Linked DNA regions of Rattus norvegicus: region 2 is linked to region 1. A link is a contact called in public Hi-C data. All regions are on one chromosome and are shown on one strand. Each heading gives the region's core, a stretch centred on a gene start, on an enhancer-like site or on the middle of the called end of the contact. The rest is flanking DNA. Distances are from core to core; before and after follow the strand shown. Region 1 has its middle 23 kb from the start of Trnaa-agc47. Region 2 has its middle 89 kb from the start of Rxra.

What was found. A called contact is a pair of places that touch in the nucleus more often than the background predicts.
Region 2: a contact with region 1 is called in a Hi-C map of psoas muscle, with 17 times the contacts expected there. The contact joins two enhancer-like sites. A contact is called at or near these places in 11 of 12 Hi-C or Micro-C datasets (the A7r5 cell line, the Rat2 cell line, frontal cortex and 6 more) and 1 of 1 datasets of contacts at active chromatin or transcription factors (oligodendrocytes).

Annotation. Positions count from the first base shown.
Region 1 is chr3:31,263,911-31,270,491 of GRCr8, reverse strand. No RefSeq gene overlaps it. Among named protein-coding and RNA genes, the nearest start is that of Trnaa-agc47, 23 kb to the right of the region's middle. Within about 2 kb of position 3,786, at least 7 of the 93 cell types and tissues checked have an H3K27ac peak or open chromatin away from gene starts, as enhancers often do.
Region 2 is chr3:31,473,953-31,480,533 of GRCr8, reverse strand. It overlaps a transcript of Rxra not described here. Among named protein-coding and RNA genes, the nearest start is that of Rxra, 89 kb to the right of the region's middle. Within about 2 kb of position 4,008, at least 6 of the 93 cell types and tissues checked have an H3K27ac peak or open chromatin away from gene starts, as enhancers often do.

The DNA of each region.
Region 1 (6,581 bases), core at 2,537-5,036:
TGGAAATGGTGCTTTGTTCTTTGCACCTTCGGCCCATGCACTAGATCCTCATGGGACAGCCCAGAGGTTCATAGGCAGCCCCCAAGCAAGCCCAGCCAGGTCTCCATCTGTTACCTTCATTCCCAGCTGCTACCACCCCGCTCCAGTTGTGGTCCTGCTGGTCCTTGGATCCTCCATTTGCCGAAGGACCCCTACAGTGCTTACTGGAGGCACAGTGGTCAGGGAAATAGCTAGCCATGGGATGGCTGAGAGGCCAGCCTGGAGGACATACTGAAAAGGTAGAGAACCATGTGAATAGAGACCCTGAGGTGGGAAAAGTTAAACATTCTAGCAGGGGAGGAAGGGCAGGACCCAGGATGGCTGTGCAGGACTGGCGGCCTACCACACTAGCTACCTCAAAGCTCCACTTGGGTCAGTGGGCAACTTGCTTATGAAACACGGAATGAACCCAGGTTACTCAGCCTGAGAGCCCCTGGAGGCAGGTACAGTCGAACTGTACTCTTCTAGACTTCCCCTGGACTGAGAGAGGCTGCCCTCAGCATGAATCTCCTGCATTTCCCACACAGGGTCTGGTCACAGAGGAGAACCAACCTTGGGTCCTGACTTGGGAAGCCGCCACTTCACCTGGAAGGCCAGACCTATAGGAAGGGACATAGAATTATAGCCACACCGCTGACTGCACCCCACTTCATGGAGGACATATGTGAAGATGGAGGTGAAGAGAGTAGTGGACTGAATGTTGCCTCCCTCAAAGACATTTCCCTTGGAACTTACAACTGCCCTTGTTTGGAAAACGATACTTTGCAAATGTGAATGGGGATCAGTAGATTAAAGGCCTTAAATCAAATGACAAGTGCCATTATAGGAGTTCTGTGTGAACACACAGGGAATCAAGAAACCTTAAGAGAAGGAAAAAGAAATTTAATAATACATTCTCAATCCTAGGAGTATCTGGGAGACAGGAGGAACCACCCCTCTAAGAGCCTTGGGAAGGGTCAGCACCAGTCCCCCACTCCATGTCCCCCATGCCTTGATATTGACCTCCAGAACAGGCAGCTTTGTTTTGAACAGCCCAGTTTCAGTTCATGGAACTTCAGTGATGCAGTATCAGGCTGCACAGAAACCTTTATTTGCTCCAAGTAAAACAGGGACCCAGCCTGGATGTGGTGTCCTGAACCTTGGCCTGGGCCCACAGTTCCAGACAGGAAAGCTTAGATGGACAGAGTCAGGACCATTTTGTCTTCACTTCTAGTTTCCGAGCACCCCAGTGTTCATCTGTGGCCGGTGACTGTAGGTATCCTAGAACCCCGTGCAGCCTGTAGCGCATACAGTCAGTCTGGCTGACTCTTCCCCTGTGGTTCAGTGAGTGTGGTGCTGGAAGGGAGCAGACATAAAGACAGGCCCCAGTTCAACAGAAACAGCAGAGGCTACCAGGGACCACAGGACAAAGTCAGAGTCACCAAGTCAGGACCGGGGTACTCAGGAGAACCCAAAAGGACCAGGCTAGCTGGCTGAGGGTCTCTCTTGAAGAGCTTCAGTAGAGTACTGTGTGTTCTTCTAGATCAGGAGTTCTTCTCAACCTGAGGGTTAGGACCCCTCTGAGAGTCAAACGACCATTTTACGGGATCTTAGAGTCACCCGAGATCATCAGAAAACACAGATATTTACATAATGATTTACAACAGTAGCAATATTACAGTTACAAAGTAGCAATGGACATAATTTTATGGTTGGGGTCCCCACAACATGAAAAACTGTTGTAAAGGGTCACAGCATTAAAAGGTTGAGAACCACTGCTCTAGATGGATGATAGAAATTTGGTCCCTGCCCTGGCTTTCAGTCGTCCACCTCTCCAGCACAGCTAGGCTTCCAGAGCCAGGAGAAAATTGTCTCCATGTCTGTCCCAGCCAATAGCCACTGATTCCACAAAAACGACTGAATGAGAGAAACAGAGCAAGCGCCCTCATCTAGGCTGCCTCTGGGTTCTGCAAACAGCACAGCACCAGGGTAGACCAAGAAGGTTCTGTAACAACCTGGAAAGCAGATGACTTTATCTGAGTCATGCCTGGTCTCAAGGGCCTGGGACCCTGTCCCTCCCTCCTTCGGGCCCTTAGGACTCTCCCAGGGAGCTGGTAGTGGGTTATTTATATATTGGAGGAAGAGCAGCCCCAGCTTGGACCATGCAGAACTTCCGGTCCTTCAGCCAAGGGGCCAGAGCAGGATGGGAGCACTCCAGAGGCGGCTGGGTCAGGCACGAAAGGTCTTTGGACCAACGCCGACCCTGGGAATACTGTGTCCCCTCATTTGCCTGCACGTCCGGGGGTCAGTTGTTGTTTTATTAATAGAGGGCCCCAAGGAGAAGGCTCACCCCACTGGATAGTCATTCACCTCCCCACAAAAGCAGGAAACCATCCAAGGCCTGCTAAACTAGAAGCACAAGGGCATCCCCCAGAGGGAGTCAGCCTTGGTCACTTGTGGGGGCATCTCCCAGAGAGAGCTTGGCCTCAGTCATTCTCTGCCGTGAGAAATAAGAAGCTAATTGCCAGAACTCGGGCTCCAGCAGACGGCAGCTACTTTAAAACTGACACCAGTCTCATTGAGACACAGAAAAATCAACCCAGAGTCTAAGCAGTAGCCTGTCTGCGAAGTGCTGGTACAGTCAGAGGTGTCCACAGACAAGGTCCTGTTAAGCCACCTGAGCCAGTCGTACATACCACAAACCTCTAGCCCAGCCCTTTGTCCCCTGTGGGGACTCGGCTGAGCCTTCAAAGCCACTGACTGGTTGGTTGTATCTTTCCCAGGCCATTCACAAAAACAGATGATCAGGTTTACAGAAATACAAACTATGTCCCTCAGAGAATCTGGTGACTGGCTTGGGCTCTTCACCCATGCTTCCATTTGTCTCCTGGGTGGTAGGAAAAAATTGTTATTTTCCTTGTTGCTATTTAACAAAACACCTGACAAAAGGAACTCAAAGAAGGGAGGGGGAGAGGGGTTCACATCACCAGAGTGGGGAAGATGTGGCTACAGGGGCCTGAGGAAACTAGTCATGTGGCATCCATGCTGAGGAAGCAGAGACAGATGAATGCTGGTACTCAGCCCACTTTCTTCTTATTCAGAATAAAACCCCAGCCCATGAAATGGTACTGGCCAGTTTCGGGGGTAGGGGTTTTCCTACCTGGAGAAGCACAATCTAGAAAATTCCTTGAGGACATGTCTAGAGGTTTGTCTCATAAGTGACACTGGATCCTGTCAACCTGACAGTCAACATTAATCATCACACATGGGAATTGCATATATGCACAGTACATATGCAATGGGCAGAAGCTGGTCCACCACAGCACTTACTGGAGACCCAAAACATAACTACACACCAAGTCACAAGCCCAGGGTATTCCCTAGCATCCCAGAGTCCTTTGGGGCTGTAGACCCCAGTTCAGTTTGTGCTTGTCAGCCAAGGTGCTAGAACAAAATCAGAACACCCCAAGAGTGGCCGGTGTCATCACCCCAGCACCCTGTGAGCATTCCAAGTTTTAGTTTCTCCATCTGGAAATAGGGCAGTCATAGCTGGGCCTCCCGAGCCTGCCCCAGAACCAAGTCCACATTATATACTTCTCTGATCAGTCCCTTTGGGAAGAAAGAAACAAACCCCAGTCTGAGTGGGCAACGTGTCCAAGCCAAAGAGAAGTGGAAGTTAACAAAAGCAGCCCTGCCCAAGGTCTGAGGCTCCAAGGTGGGGAGCGAAAACTTTTTTGGCTTTTCCAGAGCCCCTGCACCCTGAGTGGTGCAAGCCCGCCTCCGCGTGGAGAATGGTGGAACTTCCTCCAGATCAAGAGCAGAAACTGCATCTGAGATCTGGGAAATCCAGACTCCCAAAAGTGCAAGCTGGAAGAGGCTGAAAGAGCTTCCTCACCTGAATGGCCTTGCCTCCAATGCACCATTAAACATGTGGCATAACTGCAGAGGAATCAAACTGGATAGGCTGGATTTGCTGGCTTATGATAATGCTAAGCAGATTTTGGTAGAGCAGGGAGAGAAGCTCAGTTCAGCTGGTTGGCAAAGACATGGCCCACGGGGTGAGTGGCACAAAGTTGAAGCCTCGAACTGTGTGGGGTCACAGAGGAAAGTGTGACCCCTCAAAGAGACTGGAATGTTACACTAAATTTGTTCCAGGATGTCTCTCATCTGTGCGGCATGGTCCAGAAGACACTGCTCTTAGCATGACTGTGGGAAGTCATTTTTCCAGGGGTTCCCCAACATCAGTGAGGAGCACTGTGGTCTCCCCACATATGTCAAGATGGGCATAAGGTCAATAACAATATAACATGGGACCTATCAGCAGAGGAATCTCCGTGTTCCAGGCCAGCCTGGTCCAGGATGACCAGGGCTATACAAAGAAGCCCCATCTCAGAAAACAAAAGCAAAGAAACAAACAAACAAACACCACATACAGGGGTTTGGTGACCATAAGGACGCCAGACTCAAAGAGTCGTAAAATGAGCTGACTCTGGGAGAATTTAGGGTGCTGACTAGCTGACAGTGTCCTCAGAGACAGATGGGCAGTCTACATTGTTAATTGATTTTATGAATGAAAGCTTTGAACTTAATGAACAGAGTCTAACTTTAACTGTTAAAGTAGTTTCCCTTTCCAACTAGTTGAACCAATCTCTAAACCCATAGGTCTGGCCTTATCTAATGTCTTAAATACTTTTTTTTATAAAGATTTATTTTATTTATATGAGTAAGTACACTGTTGCTGTCTTCAGACACACCAGATCCCACTACAGATGGTTGTGAGCCACCATGTGGTTGCTGGGAATTGAACTCAGGACCTTTGGAAGAGCAGTCAGTGCTCTCAACCGCTGAGCCATCTCCCCAGCCCCTATTATTTTTTTTGTTTGTTTGTTTGTTTCTTTGTGTAGCCCTGGTTGCCCTGAAACTCACGCTGTAGTCCAGGCTGGCCTTGAACTCAGAGATCTGCCTGCCTCTGCCTCCCAAGTGATGGGATTAAAGGTGTGCACCACCACTCACACCTTTTTTTTTTTTTAATCTCCTTTTAAAATGTTTTTCACAAGCTGGAGAGACCGAGCACTGCTCTTCCAGGGGAGCTGTGTTCAATTCCTAGCAACCACATAGTAACTCATAACCATTTGTATGGAATCTGATTCCCTCTTCTAGTGTGCATGAAAGCAAAACATTCACATACATAAAATAAATTTTAAAATATTTAAAGACCAAAAAAACAATTTTTTACAGCAGGCAGTCGCGACACATACCTTTGATCCCAGCACTTGGGAGACAGAGGCAGGTAGAGCCTTGAGATCTCTGTAGACCAGCCTGGTCTGCAGAGCAAGTTCCAGGACAGCCAGAACTACCCAGAGAAACTCTGTCTCTAAGTAATAAATAAATATTACATTTATTTGTAGGGGTGGGGCATACACTGTGACGTGCATTCATGTGGAAGTCAGATGACAACCTGTGAGAGTCAGTTCTCTCGTCACAAGATGCTGGGCCTGGGGATCCAGCTCAGGCCATTGAGTTCAGAGGTGACAATCTTTACCCACTGAGCCATCTTGTTGGATGTGACGGTTTGAATGAAATGACCCCTGTAGGCTCAAAGGTGAATGCAAAAGAAATAAAAAAGGAGAGGACATGACTGCTTCTAGGTACGGAGGAAGAGAAGGTTTGCCTTAGGCAAAAGGGAAGCAGGAACATCTGAGAGTCCAGAGTGGACTTTGACTGTACTGTCAATCCTGAGGTTGTGCTATTTACTGGGGGGAGGGGGGAGGACTATTTCTAGTTGTGGTGTGACTCAGCCCTAGCATACATCTCTAATTCCTCTAGCTAGAACACAGACATGCCCTTAGTACTCACCTTTAATCCTAAACTATGAAGGTAAAGTTAGTTTGTAGAAGGAAGCAGCCATGTTTGAAAGTGATGTCTAATTGAGTGGCAGACAAAGTGACGAACCAAAGAAAGATTTGACCGAATAGGATACTGGCAGCTCTCATGAGAAGAGAGAAAAAAAGGAAGCTACTTAAGGGGCAGTGAGAGAGGAGGGGGCAGTTTTACTGGGAGAGTTTTACAGACTCTTTACAAGTGAAGAGAGAACAAGCCCGAGAATGAAGGGCCAGAGATTAGAACAGATTGCCAGAGTTAGTTTGAGGCCAAGCAGAGCAAAAAGTTGGAGGCTAAGAGTAAGAAGCCAGATTGAATCAGTCAGCTTGAAGAGGAGTTTGAGGCAGAACAGCTGAGTTGAACCAGCCAGCCAGAGTTCAGAGGAAAGAAGAAAGGGTTAGGCTATTCTGCAGCAAGTCTCAGAGGCTAAAAACATTCTAGACTTCCATTAGATTGTAAAGAAGCTAGAAGCTTCCAAGACCAGGCCAAGGTTAGCAGACTGAAGCAGTAAGCCTCAGAGACAATAAAGTACAGAAAACCAAAGATACTTTTACAGAATGTGACTAGTCTGAGCTGGACCAAGGGGGCAGAGGAGGGGGGAGAAGGGAGAGCAGGGGAACCAGGCACAACCTCCACGAGTGCAAAAGTACAAAAAGGGCAGGTAACCAAAATGGCTGGGTTAT
Region 2 (6,581 bases), core at 2,759-5,258, 210 kb before region 1:
GGTGTTATATAATGATCCCATCCCATAATACATGTTTAAACCTCAGAATGGTTTTAGGTTTGCCTAATACTTGCTGTCAACAGAAATTCTACACATTTATAGTGTGTCTTCCTCACTCCGTCCAGCCCCATCCTTTCTCTCCTCTCTCTCTCTCTCTCCCTCCCTCCCTCCCTCCCTCCCTTCCTCCCTTCATCCTCCCACCCCTCCTCCTCCCGCCTCAGTCTCTCCTATCTTTATCACATCCCTTAATTGAGGCAGTACTGATAGTTTGATCATGTGAGTGTCTCATGAGTAAATACGCACCGTGTCTCCTTGGGTTTCTTAGGACACCTCTTTTGATGGCCTCAAGGTGTCTGGAGTGCCCCATGTGGGGTTTTCTGATGCATTCCTTGTGGTCCATTCCTGCTATGCCTCTGTGTGCTGGAAGTATATTTCATCCTTCCTGGTTCTACCGGGGCTACGCTGAGGGAGACTTGGGCTGATTTTTTTTTTTTCTTTAAGAAAGGGTCTTGGTACGTCTAGCTCAGCCAGGCCTCGAGATTGTGCTGTGATGCTATCGCTTGCTTTGGCCTCCTGAGTAAAGGAGTTACAGTTTGCCACCGCGTCCAGCTTGTACTTGGACCTCTTCAGACTTCTCAGCCTCTTAGTGATGGGCTTTGGACTTACATGAGCCTTTGGGTGGAATGTTTGGCTTTTCTACAGCGAGCATATCCCCCAAAGGCTCCCGTGTTAAAGGTGTGGTCCTCCTCCACTAGTGACATACGAACGGGTGAGTGGAGACTGAGCCCTATAACTGTGATTGGATTAGCCCACTAGATGGGCAGGGAGCTGATGGCTGGCTGTGGTTCTCAGGAGACCTGGATTGAAGGACATGGCTTGCCCTGGACCCTCCCTCTCTCCCTCTCTGCTCCCTGTGCCGTGAGATATGGCTCTGCTACCCGGCATGTTCTGCCTCACCTGCCCCTCCCCCAGTGATGAGCCCAGAAACAGCACAAAACCTGGACCGTGATCACAAATGTCGAAGAGTGATTGGTAATTAATCTTTCCTGCTTGTTTCCCCAGTACTGATCAAGTGAGAAGGGCTAACTTCCATCCGGGTGATGGTGGTGGATGTGCTATCGCAGTGTGGTCCCGGGTGACAGTGTCACTTCTCTTCCTTACACACCAGGCTCCTCTGGGGAAGTCACCACTCAGGCCCCACACTCAGGCGCAAATGGAAGCTTCCACTCCATATCTGCTGAGGGCGGCGAAGTTTGTTTGGAATTTCCCTTCCTCTTCCCAGATCTTTGTTTATTTATTCAATCATTTGTTTACATGAGCACAGCCTCACGGATTTCAAACATCTAGCTACAATCCAATTACTGCGTTATTCTGGCACCGCCCCCTTGACCTCGCTGGTTCATCGACCCCTGCTGCCAAGCCCCAGGCAGCGGTCTTGCCTTTCAGAAAGGCTCTGTTCCTACGACACAGGCTAGCCATGTTGTCCCTCCACCTGCACCCTGGGAGCCACTGACCTCCTGTGTGCAGTATGTTGTCTCATGATGCTGGAAGGCTCTGAGGTGCCAACAAGTGCCCATGGACCCTGGATAGCCCAGAGTAACTTTGCTGGCTTTCACCAACTCTGCCCTCCTCTCAACAGAGCCCCAAGCACACTCAAAGAAGGGGGTCTCCTTGATCTTCCCATCCTGTGAAGCACTTAGGATGTTTGCATGTGTGCCCAGAGTGCCCCCTAACCCCACACATTTATTGCTAAGCAGCATGGCATGGTACAGGGACAGAGGGATGGTCATCAAAGCGGGGGCATCTTGGGTCACTTCTAGCTTGGAGTTATTGGGGGAAAGGTGTTATCAGTGTCCTCTGGCAAGGTTTGGGGTAGATGTAAGTTTTCAAACTGTAGGGTGCATCCCATGGATGGTGACTGGTGGGCCATCTTCAGCCTTTCGAAACCTGTTTGCCAATGGCTGCCCTCAGGCCTGCATCTAGTGGGACTATTGGAAGCCTCTGTCGGCAGCAGCCTCTCCTCTCTCTGAATCCTCAAGTGCATCTTGGGAATCTAGAGTATCACGCGCGCACGCGCGCATGCGCACACACACACACACACACACACACACACACACACACACACACACACACACACACACACCAGGCTGCAGCAACAGGAAGGTGGCTCCTGCAGCTGTGTTCCTTGCCCAACCCGAGGCCTCCCACCCATCTCCCTCCATCTCCCTTTGACTCTAAGCAGACCCAGCCTAGGGCTGCAGGCCCTCAGTGTGTAGCTCCGTCCCCACAGCTCTGAGGTCCTTGCAGCAGGCCTGGGCCTGCTCTCATCCAGAGCATTGGCCTGGGAGCAGAGGCCTACCAGCTGACCCAGAGTAGTGACCCTTTCCCCTGGACAATCTCTAGCTCGAGCTCTTGGCTAACTCCCCTTGGGAGGTCGTTGCCCTACTCTTCGGCAAGGGATCTTTGTGTGTTGCCCTCCTGAGCCCACAGGACACAGTAACTGTGGCAGCTCTGACAGCACCCACAGGTGGGAGTCCGAAGCTGGGAAATAACATTGTCTGTTCCATGAGCTGGACTTGAGCCCCAGGCCTAGCTTCCTGACCCTCACACCAGGGCATGGGGTACCACTGCCCCTAGACAAGCTGGCCCACACACTGACAGCTGCTGACGGCAGGAAGATAGACGGAAGGTGATGCCCAGCAGCTGCTGCAGAGGACAGAGCTCCCTCATCTTTCAGGACCTAGGACGTTGGAGCTGGTTTCTCAGTGTGGGTCTCACAGCGTCAGTCACACCACTTGATGGTGACAGGGCCAGGAGGAAAGCAACCTAGAGTCTTAGGGATTCTGGCCTATGACGCCTTCCCATCCTGGAAGGACAGGTAAGGCCCCCTCAGGATGAGACCTACGCCTAGGAAACGTCCGGAAGGCCAATAGATGGGTAGATGGAAAGACGGATGGACAGATGTGCGGATGGTTGAGTGAACATTTGGAAGAGTAGAAGAATGATGGGTGAGCGGTTAGATAAACAGAAAGGTGGGTGGGGTGGCAGGAAGACTGCATAAAGTAGATGAAAGAAGGAAGAGGAAAGGAGACCGAAAGGGAAGGGGGAATGAAAGATAAAAGGAGGGACAGAAGGGAGGGAGAGGGGAGGCCAACAAGGGGAGGGAGAGGGGAGGGGAACAAGGGGAGAGATAGAAATAGAGGAAGAAGGGATGGAGGGAGGGAAGGAAGGAAAAGGGGAATGGAAGATAATAGGAGAGAAGGGAAGGAGAGGGAAGGAGAGGGAAGGAGAGGGAAGGGGGAGGAAGAGGAGGGAGGAGAAGAGAGGGAGGGGAAGAGAGGGAGGAGGAGCTATCGAGTTTCCTCACAGTCCCAAGCTTTTCCCTACTTGACCTTAGGCAGCTCTGACCTGTCCTTGGATCTCCAAGACTCACTGTTCCCTTTGAGGGTGCCATGGTGCCTGTCATCCTGACCCTTCTTCAGTAGGCAAGGGAAGTGGTGCCTTTTCCTGGGACCTGGGACCTGGGCCCTCAAGCCCCAGTCTTCTCCAAAGTGGCTCTCAAGGCTGCTATCTGAATTCAAGCTGCCCTACCTCAGGACCTGCGTTAGAGCCTCTCCACAGCAGTGGAAGAACAAGTGGCCCCTGAAGACCATCTCCCAAGTGATTAGGACTCTGGTTACCAGGGCCCTGGGTGTGGGGATCCTGTCCTTATCAGAGATGGGGAAACAGACCCGAGGTTTGCCCCTGCTGCCAATCAAGCACTGGTGCTATGAGTCTAGCCTTGCACATCCTCCAGGTTCCTAGATGTTACAACCCTGCATTTGTCAGCATGGTGATCTGTGCCTTAGGACTGGCCAGCACCCAGAGTATTTTAATCATGGGGTTAATACAGTTTAATACAGTACATTGCAGGGCACAGGTCTTAGAAGGGACCAGAAGGTTCTGGAGGGAATCGGCCTTGTCCAAGTATCTCCAGCAGGGGGCAGTGCCGCCTCACATTTGGGAACGATTATGCTGAGGTCAATCCTGGGCCACACAGGAGATCCTCTACAGCCTTCTAATCCATACTGGCACAGTCCTCCAGGCAGCTTCTTTGCCCCCAGGGCTCTGGAAGGACTAGTAAGCTGGGCCTTCATTTTGGACCCCCTCAGAACTTCTCCTGGCATTTCTCTGGACCTCTGCATCAGCTGACCATCCGCTTCTTGGAGTCAGCCAGAATGCACTCCCTTCTGTGAACCCCTTCCCTCCCTTGATGCTCTGACCCCTACCTGCCCACGATCCTGACACACATTATTAGCACTTGCATGGGACTGCTGCCCTCAGACCTGGAGACAGGGCTAGGCCCCATTTGCTCCAAAATGCGCCCACTACCACCACCACCACACAGTCCTTTTACCACTACTGCTTGCTGATGGGCAGGCCCCTTGGCTCCTGGTACTGGGCATAAGACCAGAGAAAGAAAATGGGGGCTTGGTGATATTCCAGGCAACACCAAGTGTCCCCAGACCTGAGGCCCTACCCCCACACTGGCCTCTCAGGTTACACAGGCCTAGAGGCTGCCTCAGCCTGCTGCTGCCTGATTCTGCTGCTGATAAACTTATCAAGCCCAGCATCTCTGGTCCAGAGGGACTGCCCTGAGCAGGCATTGCCATGACAACCAGAGGCAGCAAGGAGGCCTTAGACCAGGTTGCCAAGTGATGCCGGCAGGCAGCCTGGGTCTGCTCAGTTGGTGAAGAATTCTGTAGTACTGTGTCCCTGGAGGTGGTTGGTCCCGTGCACCACCCCAGGGAGACGTGAGCCAGGGCCAGCCTTGCCCCACCCGGATTTGCCTGCCTCAGTCCCTTCTTATCCCATTACCTGTGGGCCACTTAAAGCCAGCACCAAGGACCCTGAGAACTGTCCTTCGTGCGGTTGTTTTCCAGCTGGACGTCACCTTGCTCTCTGCCCTGACCTGAATCCTCTCATGGGCTCTCTTGTCCTTTCAGACTTCTGTAGAAAGGCTGGGGCCAACAGAGGATCAACCTAACTTCTAATGTACAGAGTGGATACAGAAGCCTAGACAAGTCACCACTCCTCAGAGGTGACCCTCGGGCACAAAAACCGTAACCACAGAGGACCAGAGTGGACTGGTAGAAGGGCTGGACCCACCCAGAGGCACCAGGTACGCAGCTGAGCGATTCAGACCCTCCAGGTTCCCTACCTCTGAACAGCCAAAGGCCTATATTGAATCTGGGGAATGGCACTGGCCCTAGCTGGCTCAGGAGAAACTCCTCTTAGTGAAGCAGACACCGCATCTTGGAAAGTCTCAATAACGAGGGGCCTGGGGAAGGCTATTTCAGGAACACCAGTTTTTCGTTTTAGGGTTTGTGTGTGTGTGTGTGTGTGTGTGTGTGTGTGTGTGTGTGTGTGTGTGTGTGTGTGTGTGTGTGTCAGTATTAAGGTTCTATGTCCCAACGGGCGCCTCTGAAGCCAAGAGGGGAATGCACTGGGTCTTGCAGTTACATGTATGGAAGTGCACATTAGGGCGCTCCTAGGCAGGGATCTCCAGAAGCCTGGCTCTGCAGGCTGCTGGCCACAGCTACAAACAGTTGTTCAACATCACAAGGCCTCTCAGGTCCCGCTGCTCCCAGCCTCAGACTGGTACCCAGTGTCTCCCAGGAGTGAACCCATCAGCGGAGAGGGGCAGGAGATGACAGGGCAGTGTCACCCAACTTGAGGTTAGATGCAGCCCAATCTGCAGACAGCACAGAGACAAAGGGCATTTATCATGGGAGATGGCACAGATGGGGCATTGTTAACCTGTAATTAATCGGGTGGTTAAATGACATCACGTAGCTGGGCCCCTCCGTGTGAACCTCCTGCCCATTCTAGCAAGCAGAGAAGTAGAAGGTGGGTGCGGGAAAGCCGGGGCCGGGCAGGTAGCAACACATGGATTGGGGAATGGCTTTGTACGCGTCTCAAAGAGGCCCCAGGGGAGAGCATCATAGCAGAGCAGGCATGGAAAAGACCCTCCCCGGAGGAAGCAGGGGACGGGCCGGAGCTGACCACAGGACCTCCCACTCCCACTGCCCCATAAGTCTGCAACTCCCCCAAACAGGACTCCCCAACACAGGACAGATGAGAACCGAATGGAGATATATTTTGAAACGCTCATATTTCTCTCTCCTCTCACGTCTTTGTTTCTTTTCTACAATCCTGAGACTGCTGTTCATCAACCCCCGGCGTCTGCACCACAATGTCCCAGAGAGCAGTTACGCGGGGAAGTCAGTTCACAGTCAGACGAGCTGCAGCAAGGCCGGCAGGCAGGCACCGAGGGCAGAGCGAGGTTGTTCAAATCACCAAGAAGGGGAAGGAAACCCTGCCCGGTGGCCCTCCCTCCCACCAAAGGAAGTGTCTGTCTGTGCTGTTCTCAGGAGCCTTCAGCCTCCTGGTGAGGGCCTCCTCTGCCGCCTGGGCGTCAGGGTGTCCCAACGCTTCTTGACACTCAAAGCAGAAACAAAACAGGTCCCCCGCCACGCTATCCAGTTTACATGAGGGATAAAATTACATTTGTACAAAAATAGATTCATTTACCCTTCCCG